3 separate regions of the Salmo salar genome follow, and all the other regions are linked to region 3. A link is a contact called in public Hi-C data. All regions are on one chromosome and are shown on one strand. The core of a region is the stretch at or near the end of the contact, and the rest is flanking DNA. Distances in the headings are between cores, read along the strand shown.

Evidence for each region. A called contact is a pair of places that touch in the nucleus more often than the background predicts.
Region 1: a Hi-C map of muscle shows a contact between it and region 3, with 4 times the contacts expected there. The contact joins the enhancer-like site here to the promoter of mef2aa in region 3. A contact is called at or near these places in 3 of 3 Hi-C or Micro-C datasets (blood, gill and muscle).
Region 2: a Hi-C map of muscle shows a contact between it and region 3, with 1.9 times the contacts expected there. The contact joins the enhancer-like site here to the promoter of mef2aa in region 3. A contact is called at or near these places in 3 of 3 Hi-C or Micro-C datasets (blood, gill and muscle).

What each region holds. Positions count from the first base shown.
Region 1 is chrssa16:29,874,059-29,877,650 of Ssal_v3.1, reverse strand. mef2aa (myocyte enhancer factor 2aa) reads left to right here. Exons shown (of 10, transcript XM_045697149.1): 7 at 1,786-1,970. Among protein-coding and RNA genes, the nearest start is that of mctp2a, 19 kb to the right of the region's middle. Within about 2 kb of position 1,945, at least 3 of the 13 cell types and tissues checked have an H3K27ac peak or open chromatin away from gene starts, as enhancers often do. A contact at or near this core is called in muscle, where this site is marked.
Region 2 is chrssa16:29,921,904-29,925,401 of Ssal_v3.1, reverse strand. All of the region lies in intron 4 of mef2aa (myocyte enhancer factor 2aa), which reads left to right. Among protein-coding and RNA genes, the nearest start is that of mctp2a, 67 kb to the right of the region's middle. Within about 2 kb of position 1,476, at least 1 of the 13 cell types and tissues checked has an H3K27ac peak or open chromatin away from gene starts, as enhancers often do. A contact at or near this core is called in muscle, where this site is marked.
Region 3 is chrssa16:29,999,610-30,003,003 of Ssal_v3.1, reverse strand. mef2aa (myocyte enhancer factor 2aa) reads left to right here and starts at 1,980. Exons shown (of 10, transcript XM_045697149.1): 1 at 1,980-2,236.

The sequences.
Region 1 (3,592 bases), core at 696-3,195, 130 kb after region 3:
GTAACAGTGCCCCATTTAGAAACCATTTAAAGGTCTAAAAGGGATGCTGGCACTAATTACATTTAAGTATTTTCTTCATCAGCAATTTTTAGGCATGGTCATCTGTACACTACAGTTATTCTGCATGTTGCTTTTGTGCACAACTGGCTTTAGTCCATGTCAAATTAGCTTCAAGGAGCATGTTTCTCCTCCGTTAGGACCTAGTTACTGCCTACACATCCACGTTTGTGCTACAAAAGATTTTCATTTTGGACGGATTCCTTACAATGATATCATAGCCTGATCATTATCAGAAAGCTGTGTTGCTGCAACTTTTACAGTCATATCAAGCAAGATAGGACCCTCCCCCTCCCAAACTCCAGCCCAGATATTGCCTCACTTGATTTGCCCGCCCACTCCCACAATGGTTTCTGAGTAGAGCCGAGAAGAGAAGAAACCTCTATGTGGAATTCCACAACCAGAGTTTGCCTTTCAGAAAATAATTTATCTTTCTTAGAAATAAAGAATTCTGATTTGCACTGACTTATCAAATTTCCGATAGTGAAGATATTTTCTTTGCAACGGTTGTTGACCCAGATGGTACTTGTCCTCCAATGAACCTATGCTTATGTTAACGTATTGGATGTTTTGCCATAAGCAATAGCAGTGTCTGCTATTTTTAGGTATACGGCATTTACATGGCTAATTATATGCGTGCACCTTGGATTTTGCAGCAGTCACTTCCAGTATAAGATGAAAGCGAGTGCTGGGAGCTATAGTAGTTTGCATTGCGTATGCTGTTGATTCAGCTGTGAGATACCATTGTATGTCTCATAACTGTTTATTTGGCCATGTATTGTGGTGTTTCTTATCTGTAGCTAGAGAGGTGATTGTTCCATTATTTCACAGAGCGAGGTCCTGCTTATTCTGCAGTTGGCTTGTGTTTCACTAGGCTCTATACAACACAATGGAGTACTCAGTTACTTGTTGAATTGTGTCACTGATCTGTTGATGAAATAATAGATAGCATAGATTCTTTCATCCCTCTGTTTCAAATAAAATATTGTACTATCTGTAATCTTTAAAAAAAAAGCTTTAAAAAAAGCATTTCATTAATTTCATTGCATATATACCTCACATCAGTTCCATTCCATATATGCATGGTGTGACATGCACTGTAATGATCCTTCTCCTGATCAGCTCTGAGATGGTGTCATTGCCCTGTGCTTTCTTTCACTTTGTTTTAGAGCTGCTGCCACAGGAAATGACTCTGGGTGGGGGGTAAACCAGCCTTATGACTCATTCTTCTGTAAATCTACCATTAGAGTAAAACAAGGAAATTACAGTTCACACAAATGTATGTAGTACCACGAATACAGTACTATGAGTACATAGTTTTGCGTAGCCAGACATAGTATTCCCATATTGTCACTTTAAAAAAAAGTAACAATCTTTTAGCAAAGTGTTTTACCCAACTGTAATGGCTTGCTATTCCCACCTTAAACAGCAGTCACAGTACATTTGTTAAGTGAATTGCTCCTCATCCCAGGATACAAGGAGTTGACTTTGATATCGTCACTCACAGGAAGAATGAAAGGCTCATCAATTCTGAAATGGACATTTTATTTTGGTAAATGTGCAGGATAATTATCAGAGTCTATTAAAACTTCCCAGAGGGTTGGGAACACTTAACGTTGCGTGCCGTAGCAAGCTATGCAGCTTTAAATGGTTGGAGATTTGGCAGATGCCTGTTGTTGTGGTGGCTCACAGTCCTGTGATGGCTTCTGTCTCTGTGTGTCTCTCCAGGGAGTGGCTTTGTCAACTCCAGGGGCTCTCCGGGACTCCTGGGCACACCCAGCGGGAACGGCCTGGGGAAAGTCATGCCCACCAAGTCTCCACCGCCCCCTGGAGTGAACATGGGGATGGGAAACCGCAAGCCAGACCTGAGAGTGGTGATCCCCCCATCCAGCAAAGGCATGATGCCCCCACTGGTGAGTAGCCTACAGTCCCCACTCCTCACTGCACATGAGCAGACTGTAGGAACACTATGTATCTCTCAGTCCTAGGGCCGGCTCAGATTCTGGCTTAGAAGCATTCTCCTTTCCCCTCACATGTGTGCAACAGAGGGAGTTTTATTTTCCCTACACAGGATCGTGACCGTATCATTGTGGTGTAGCGTGCCATGCTGGAAATGTTTTGGAGCAGAAGACAATGTCCTGAGGATATCAGTGCTGTCTGAGGACCCCTTTCTTCCTGGTGGGACTGGTTTACGTGCAGCTTAGTTTCACTTCCATCAACAGCAATCAGCAAGTGGCATTCGTTCTCATGCTGCATTTTTATTTGATCACCTACAGGAGCAAGATTCTGGACAGTGCCAAGAACACAAACAGCACTATAGCTAGTTGGTCTATATTTCTGAGGCCCAGTCACTCAATTATTCATATTGAAATGATAGGCCCTCTCTAATTATTATAATGAAGGTACAGAGCACCGGAGGCTGCACTAGACTGTCTCATCAATCTAAATGAGAAGAAAAGGAAAGAGGAAAAAGTGTTCTGAAATTGGCCAGTAATAGACTCTTTCCAACCTGCATGTTGCTGGAGCTCTCAGCAACGGGAGTTCCTCCAAGAGACAGAGGCGTTGTTTGGATCAGGGGTGCCCGTGGCGTGGGCATCCATCCACCAGCCTGGAGCAGGGAATCAACATGTGTATGGTACTGTTACCATGCCAGCATCTGGAAGTGGTAGAGCTCCACACGTCACAAAGACAAAGCATTATTTTAGATCTAACTGGTAGAATGGTTCAGACAGAGAGAATTTAGAAGTCCTGAATGTGTCAGTAGTATTGAGACGAAAGGGAGGGCCTGCTCTGCTCTGTCAGTGGAAACGCAACATTCCAGATAGGGGGCTTTGGGGGCTGGCAGGTCTGCAGACAGCCTGTCATTAGGCCATAATGGTATTAAATTAATCACATCTCAGTGTGACAGAGTGGGGATGAAGGCTTAATCAGGGGCCCAGTGTGAGCCAGATAATATCTTGTCGCCCTTGTCGTGTCTTCCTGATGCTATTGATTGAGTGTGGTATTAAGACAGTCCTGGCCAGGGCACAGGGAAGTTGGAAGAGGGGCTTCCAGTTAGTCTCTTGTGTAGCAGAACATTAGGCCTCACATACAGAGAGACCCCAGTAATCCCAAGGTGAAACAAAAATGCACAATATGCAGGCTTAGTAGTACTGTATCAATATATTACATTGACTGGTACCTCGTTGACAACTTTATATGAGCTACAAAGATTTAGTTACTTTACAGTTTTTCATTGAGTTGACCTAACTAGTCAGTTTTAGTTTCTTGAACACAGTTTATTTGAAAGTGGAGAGCCTTCCAAATGAGTCACGTTAGAGCCTCAGGATTGATGAAGTAATTAGATTGACATAGTTATGTATTGATGCATGAGAGGTTAAGAACTTATTCAATGTGAGGTTAAGTCCAAGTCAAAGTGAGCTTGCTGACTTAAACTCTTCACCTTAGAGTTTATCCATTTCGGTTTTACATCAGTAACCTTCTGTAGCGAATAGTGGTGGATCCACAATCATAGGTCAAACTCTGAAATGGTCAC
Region 2 (3,498 bases), core at 227-2,726, 77 kb after region 3:
ATATTAGATCTAAAAAGAGGAAGAATCAAAAGACTTCTGTCTTGAGCACTTTGCCACTCATAAGAGGTGGACCAGAGATCAGAGGATGGTTATCACCACGTAATAGATGCATTATATTACACATAAGTGGACTTGATAGGTTAATGGATGTCACTTTCAATCAAGATGAAGGGGTCATGATGTGTAATTACTTAAGTGAGTAATGAGTCAAATTTCAGGTCAGGTTGACACCGTGCGACAAAACAATTAGCAATCTCATTTACATGTTTATTGCTGGTGTTTTCTCCAATTCTCAATTGCTTGAGGAACAGCAGGAGGATATTTTGTGTCATATATAAGTTGCTCAATCTGAGTCTTGGCACTTTACCTGATGTATTCCTTTCATTTGGACCAATGAATCATGTTTCTCAGGCAGTGGACACCAGATCTCGTGCAACAACGTGACATGCTGTGTATTTATGCACAACACAACTGCACTTCAGTGGCCCACATAATGCAGTAATTATATGATGGAAACCATTGTCCTTTCATTTTAGTGTCTGACTCCAGTTTGAAGTGACCCCACCAAGGCTTCCCACTAGTTCATACTCTTATAAACAACTGTTCCTCAAGTATAGGAATTAATCATCAAAATGATTTGCCTTCTAGTGTGTTATCTTCCTGGAATATTATGAACATAGTCATGTTGGCTTAGTGAGTAAGCAGATTTAATAAACATCATAGCCCAGTGGTGAAGGCTCCTTCTGTGGACTATCAGACACAGATTCAGGCCTGAGTGCTGTGTATCTCTAATTGTGACATTCCAAGATAATGGGGACAGTCACATGAGGCTCTGGCTGGCACAGAGAGAAGCTTTCACCACTGAATCCTCTCAAACATACCACTCCTCTAGAGGGGCTGGCTCTCTGGAACAGATAGAATGTAGTGCATACTATGAAGTCTGTTGTAAACATGCACCTTACAGTATTTGTCTCAGTAAAACAAGAAAGCTGTGATAAAATTACAAGCTTCAGTCTCAAATTGAATACTTAGTTTAAATTTCAAAGGCATTTTGTGCGAGTCGTGAACAGTCAGTAATCACCATACTGTATGATAATGTGACAAAGTGTTGCATCGTAGGAGAACATGGAGCTGCCATGTGCTGAGGAGATTCGTCTGCCTTAAAGTTACTGGCATCACACATGGATTATGGCACTTACCTCACGCTCCAGTGATGTTACTGACTCTCCCAATCCTGGATGATTAACCAAATTTGAAAGATTAATCTAAAAGGGGTCAGGGGCCTAATTTATGTTTGATATGCACAGATGACAACACAAATGAAAATATTACATTTTAATTGGCAAGTGCTTAACTTAGCGACTTGACTTTGGGTTGGCCAGAAGCCAGAATCCCTCTGATCCACTAAAGCCTTGTTTGACATTTGAGATGGCTGAAGGGTACACATGGTTAGCTGCACTGGCTCGCCTGCGTAAGGTCGCTCTGAGGGAGAATCTAAAAGCCCACTTCCCCTGATTAAAGCATGTTTTTACTATACTTATTCTTATACCACTAAATAAAACTCTCACTTTAACAGAGTAGCCATACAATGTCCACACTATACATCAGGGTTAGATACCACTGCCTGCAAAGTGATATAATCTGGCTAGTTTTCAAAACCCATTGGGCATTTCAAAACCCATTGGGCAATACTCTCTTCCTCAGTTTAAACATCTATCTAACAAAGTCATTTAGACAGTCTCAGCAGCCTTTTTATCTTTATAGTGCCATGATTTAATTGTATATTTACCCATAAATTGTACTTTAGCATATGTCGGGATTAGTTTGCATCATGGTCTCATTTCATTTCACTGATCATTGGCACCACTTGGTATTTTCTTCATCTGTTTTCTTCAGCAGTACCTTCTCATTCTTACTGTTATGTCGCTGTAGCTCTCTCTGAGCACCCACAATGTTAGAAATAGATCTTAAGCTAAGACTAATGTCAGTTCTAATGACATATAATTATTGAATTAAAGTAGATTTAGGGCATTTATGATTTATGAACTGCTGATCCCAATGTTAATATTCCAGCAGCAAACCAAATATGTACCTTTTGGTCTCTCAAGCTCTATTAAAATGACATTCATTTGCTTTTCCCTTCTTTTTCATAACCTATGATACATCAAATAGTTTCTACCTATGCCTGGTTTGTATGTTTATTCCAGTAGAGGGGGTTTGATTTAGTGGAGTACACTTCATAGTGAGATAGTGTATTGTAACTAATGCTCAGCTGAGTATCTGATAAGGTGTATTGGCACATTGTCTTTGAAGCCGTCTCTGTATTGATATATTTGTTGCAACCGGATTCTCTATGGAATTGGTCTGTAATGAGTAGGATATGAATAGAAGTGTCCATTTATCCATGCATTCATACTATAAAGACTGAGGCTGTCAGTGTCTGGGAATGTGCGCTGCATTTGTCACTGGAAATGAAACTGCACTGAGTGCAAGGGTCAGTCCTGAACATGTTTGCTTGGGCTTATCTGTAATCATGTAATACAGAAAAAAACATTTGATTTTGTTCTAATGCTCTTTTTAAAGTAATGGATTTGTTTTGAAAAACAAAGCAAATGGCTAGTTTCCTATTACTGTGCTGTGTGTATCCAGTTCATGTCACGTCCTGGCCAGTATAAGGTTAATTGTTTTGGTAGTTTGGTCAGGACGTGGCAGAGGGTATTTGTTTTATGTGGTTCGGTGTGGTGTGTTTGTGTAAAGGGTATTTCCGGGTTTCTGGGGTGATTGTTCTGTGTTGAGCCTATGCTTTGCCAGACTGTTTGTTAGTTGTTCGTTTTTCGGTTTTGTTATTTTGTATGTTCATTTTTGAAGATAATTAAAAATCAAGATGAGCATTCACGTACCTGCTGCGTTTTGGTCCTCCATTTCTACCAACGACAACCGTGACAGTTCAGTTCAGTGCAGTTGCTTAAGTATTGCTGTGGATTCCAGGAAAGGTCAGTTAAATTAACCTGTACTGTCAGTCTGCACTGTCAAAACAAACACATTATTCTGAGCAGGCCAATGAGGCCATGGATATATCTGCAGGAAAGTGTAGTGATGAGCCACCTAAAAATAATCAAGGAATCACTAATGTATACAATGAAAGCAGAAATATAAGTGCTTGTATTTAATCAGGGGAGGCCATTGAGACCAGGGTCTCATTTTCTATGGTGCCCTGGGGACCTACAGGTTACAATTAAAAAAACTACAATTTCAACACCATAATAAATGTTTACATTTAATCAAAACAAATGCGAATTCTCATTTAACAAATTCAACATTAGACTTCTACACTGGCCTATCAATAATAGCTCTAACCTCGTAGCTGATGATTATGTCGTGAGTGTTACTAGTGGCATACGTCTGTACATTCTGCCAAGTGTATAAAAGACAAGATAAAACACTGATCTACTTTTGTTGATGGTGGTTTCAGGAAATATGCTTGGCACTGCAATTCTC
Region 3 (3,394 bases), core at 731-3,230:
ACATTTTATGACTGGCACTGGCTCTGCTGTTTCCTAATCAAAACAGAAGCCATGTCCTACCTTACAGGGTAAGGTGTACTTAGAACAATTGGGGTGGCAGGTAGCCTAGTGGTTAGAGCTTTGGGCCAGTAACCGAAAGGTTGCTAGATAAAAATATGTCGTTCTGCCCCTGAAAAAGGCAGTTAACCCACTATTCCTAGGCCATCATTGTAAAAAAGAATTTGTTCTTAACTTATTTGCCTAGTTAAATAAAGGTAAAATAAAATAAAAAAAATAAAAAATGACCGTAAGGTTGGAATCTAGTCTGGCTAACAGTTACCCACACTTGAAAAATGTGGCTATAGCTAATAGTGATGGGGGGGAAAAATGTATACAGTTAAATATTGCAAGATTATTTTGGACTATATTCTATTGATACTTTGAATCCCAAGTATCGATTTGTAGGTAGCATTAGCTAGTGCTAGTCGGCTGTACCTGCGCCAAAACTCTGGTATTTTTCATTTTATAGCTTGTTCTCCATCTTCTTTTTAAATATTGAACCAACATGTTTTCAGTACTTATATTTCCATGACTGATCAAAACAAATTTTCTCATGCTCTCTCTTGTATCTGCAGCAGATATATAGTGAGTAATATGTCTGGAACATCAAATTGGAATAAAATTGCAGTATCAAATCGCAATACATATAGAATTGTGAAAATCGCAATACATATCACCTCGAGACCTAAGTATTGTGATAATATCGTCTCGTGAGGTCCCTGGCAACTCCCAGCCCTAATATCTAACTTAATTCTTACATGTACTACAGTTAAAAAGCATTGGATTGGTGTAAACATGGGCGAGGGAGTTTCCTTTTAACATATTTTTTTTGCACCAGTCTCGCATGATTCCTTTTAAATCCAAGCCATATTGAGATTGAATGTAAATCTAACCTTTGACCTGACCCATCACCTTATGTATTATAATTTTAAAAACTATACAACACAAATGGCCCCTAGCCTCCCACACAACACTAAAACTGAAACTAAATATTTTTATACAACTTGGTCTAAAACTAAATAAACACTAACAAATCAGAAACTAAACTGAATTTCAAATAAAACGAATATAAATAAAAATTAATATGAAAACACAACTATATGAACCTTCCCGTGCTTACTGTGCACATTGACGGAAATATGGTGGCAGATCATTTACTTGTTTTCTAGATGTTTCCAAAACCCATTCTAGTCAGGTGCCAATGCAAAATCTTATTTTTTTTAAATAAAGAAATTGAAACTAGAATTGACCTACGTTTCCTTTCACATGCACATGTTCCTTTAAATCCCGGTAAAAACAATCTGAGATCAGGATCTGCACCACACCTCTTCCTCAGATCCTGCATTTACACGTGACTTTGTCACATGCGAGTTTTACAGGTCCCACCTCCCTTCTGTAATTGGTTCTGACCAGCCGCTGAGGATTTCTATTGGATCAGAAACATGTCCTTTCAAAATCAATGGTCCTATGCTGCTGTTGTCTTTTAGAGATATGACGTCAATCGTATCTAAGGGGTGTGAGGTGACTGGGGCCAACAATCATAATTAACACCAGAAAAAAAAACTTGTTGCTGAGATTTCATACTGTAGTTTCAATTAATTTGACTGTAGTTTCTGCCACAAGTAAACTCTGTCAATCACTTACAATAAGATAATTTGTTGCGTTACACTACCCATGTGTCAACCACTTGACTGTAGCTACCACTTGACTGTAGCTGCCTACCTAAGAGGATCAGTAACAAACGTAGCCGAGTTTTAACATTTAAAGGAGTGTTATTTTGACTCTAAGATTTCAAAGAATGATGTAGTAAGACTGAAATGATAATGCTAATATCATTGAACATGTATTACAAACCATAGATATCCCGCTCGCGAAGTGTCCTTTCCACATACTTTTTCACTTTTTAGAGTCACCTTTTGGAAATCCAGATGATATAGGTAGCCTACAATGTAGACTAAGCTACAAACCTAAGTTTTTTGTAGTGATGATGAGACGAGTGGGAGGAGGTTGATTTCTACCTCGTCTGGTATTAGTCAGATAAGAGGAGGAGTCTCTCACTGACAAGAGACTGGCTCTTCTGAGTTTGTCTGCTCCCTAAAATAGCAGTTCGTGTGTAAATGTGACTGAAATTACGTGTATGTCTATTGGAGCCTCTGATATAGAGTGTCTATATACAACGAGGAACTTGGGAGACAAGGTGAGTAGCAAAAATAGCACAAATATTGCACAGAGGGGCACTAGTGTGAGAGAGAGAGAGAGAGAAAGCGCAAGAGGAAGACGTAGAGTGAATTTGGGATCGAAAAACCATCCCATACTGTAGCCTACATGTAGCGCTATGTGATTATGCCATGGCAGTTTCTGTGTCTATATTTTGGATGAATATAGTATGAACTATTGTTTATTAGTATGCCTAATAATAGGCGACACTTATTTTAGATATACATTGATTTTACCCTAGATGCCCGTGCGTCTTTGCTCTTATAGCTCAAATTAGTAAACAGTTATGCTTTATCTTATTTGGTAGCCTACAGTAATTCGATCAACTTTATCGTAGTCTGTCAATTTCAGGATATTTCTTAGAATAATAGATTATATCAATCGTCTTGAATTACTAATGCCTAGCTATGACTTTACTATAACTTGTTTACTGATTATGTTTGTGAGCGCGCAATATCGTAGAGTTAACAGTGTCGTGGACTTCTCAGACAAGGGGAGGAATGCGTTTGCTTGCAATTTTACTTGGTTTTGTATTACCCACGTTGAAATATATATTTTTTACGTTCACATCAATGTCATCACATCACAATAGATTACATGCCATCAGATTACTTTTCGGCTTTTTACTTTGGTTGCTCTGAAATCTTTTATAATTGTCTGTGTAGACACTAGGCTAATTAATATAACCGTCTATGTGCACTACAGCTGTATGAACAAGTAAAACTTCACTTTATCCATTCCATTGCATACCACTGTAAAATCGAATGCATTTTCTTAGTTGTGGACTAGAATATTTCCTTATTTTAATAAATTCACAATAATAAGTTAGTAGCCTAAACGTGATTACTTTGTTATAAACAAATAATAGTAGTCTATACAGTGTCAGTTTCTTGGTAAAGATACTTTGCATCGTTAGTCCTGAAATCTACATGTTGCTGGTCAGCTGGTGGTGGTCATTTGTCCATTTAGAACTAGGCTACTCCAACTTCTATTGTTGCTTTGCTTTTATCACTCCTATTTGCTTGAGTTAGAGCAACATCTCCTCTGCTATGGAGCAATGTAGTATGTTTGCCACCAATAAGATATTTTTGAAGCAATTTTGTTTTCTTATAGTAGGCCTATGTCTTGTTCTCAGTTA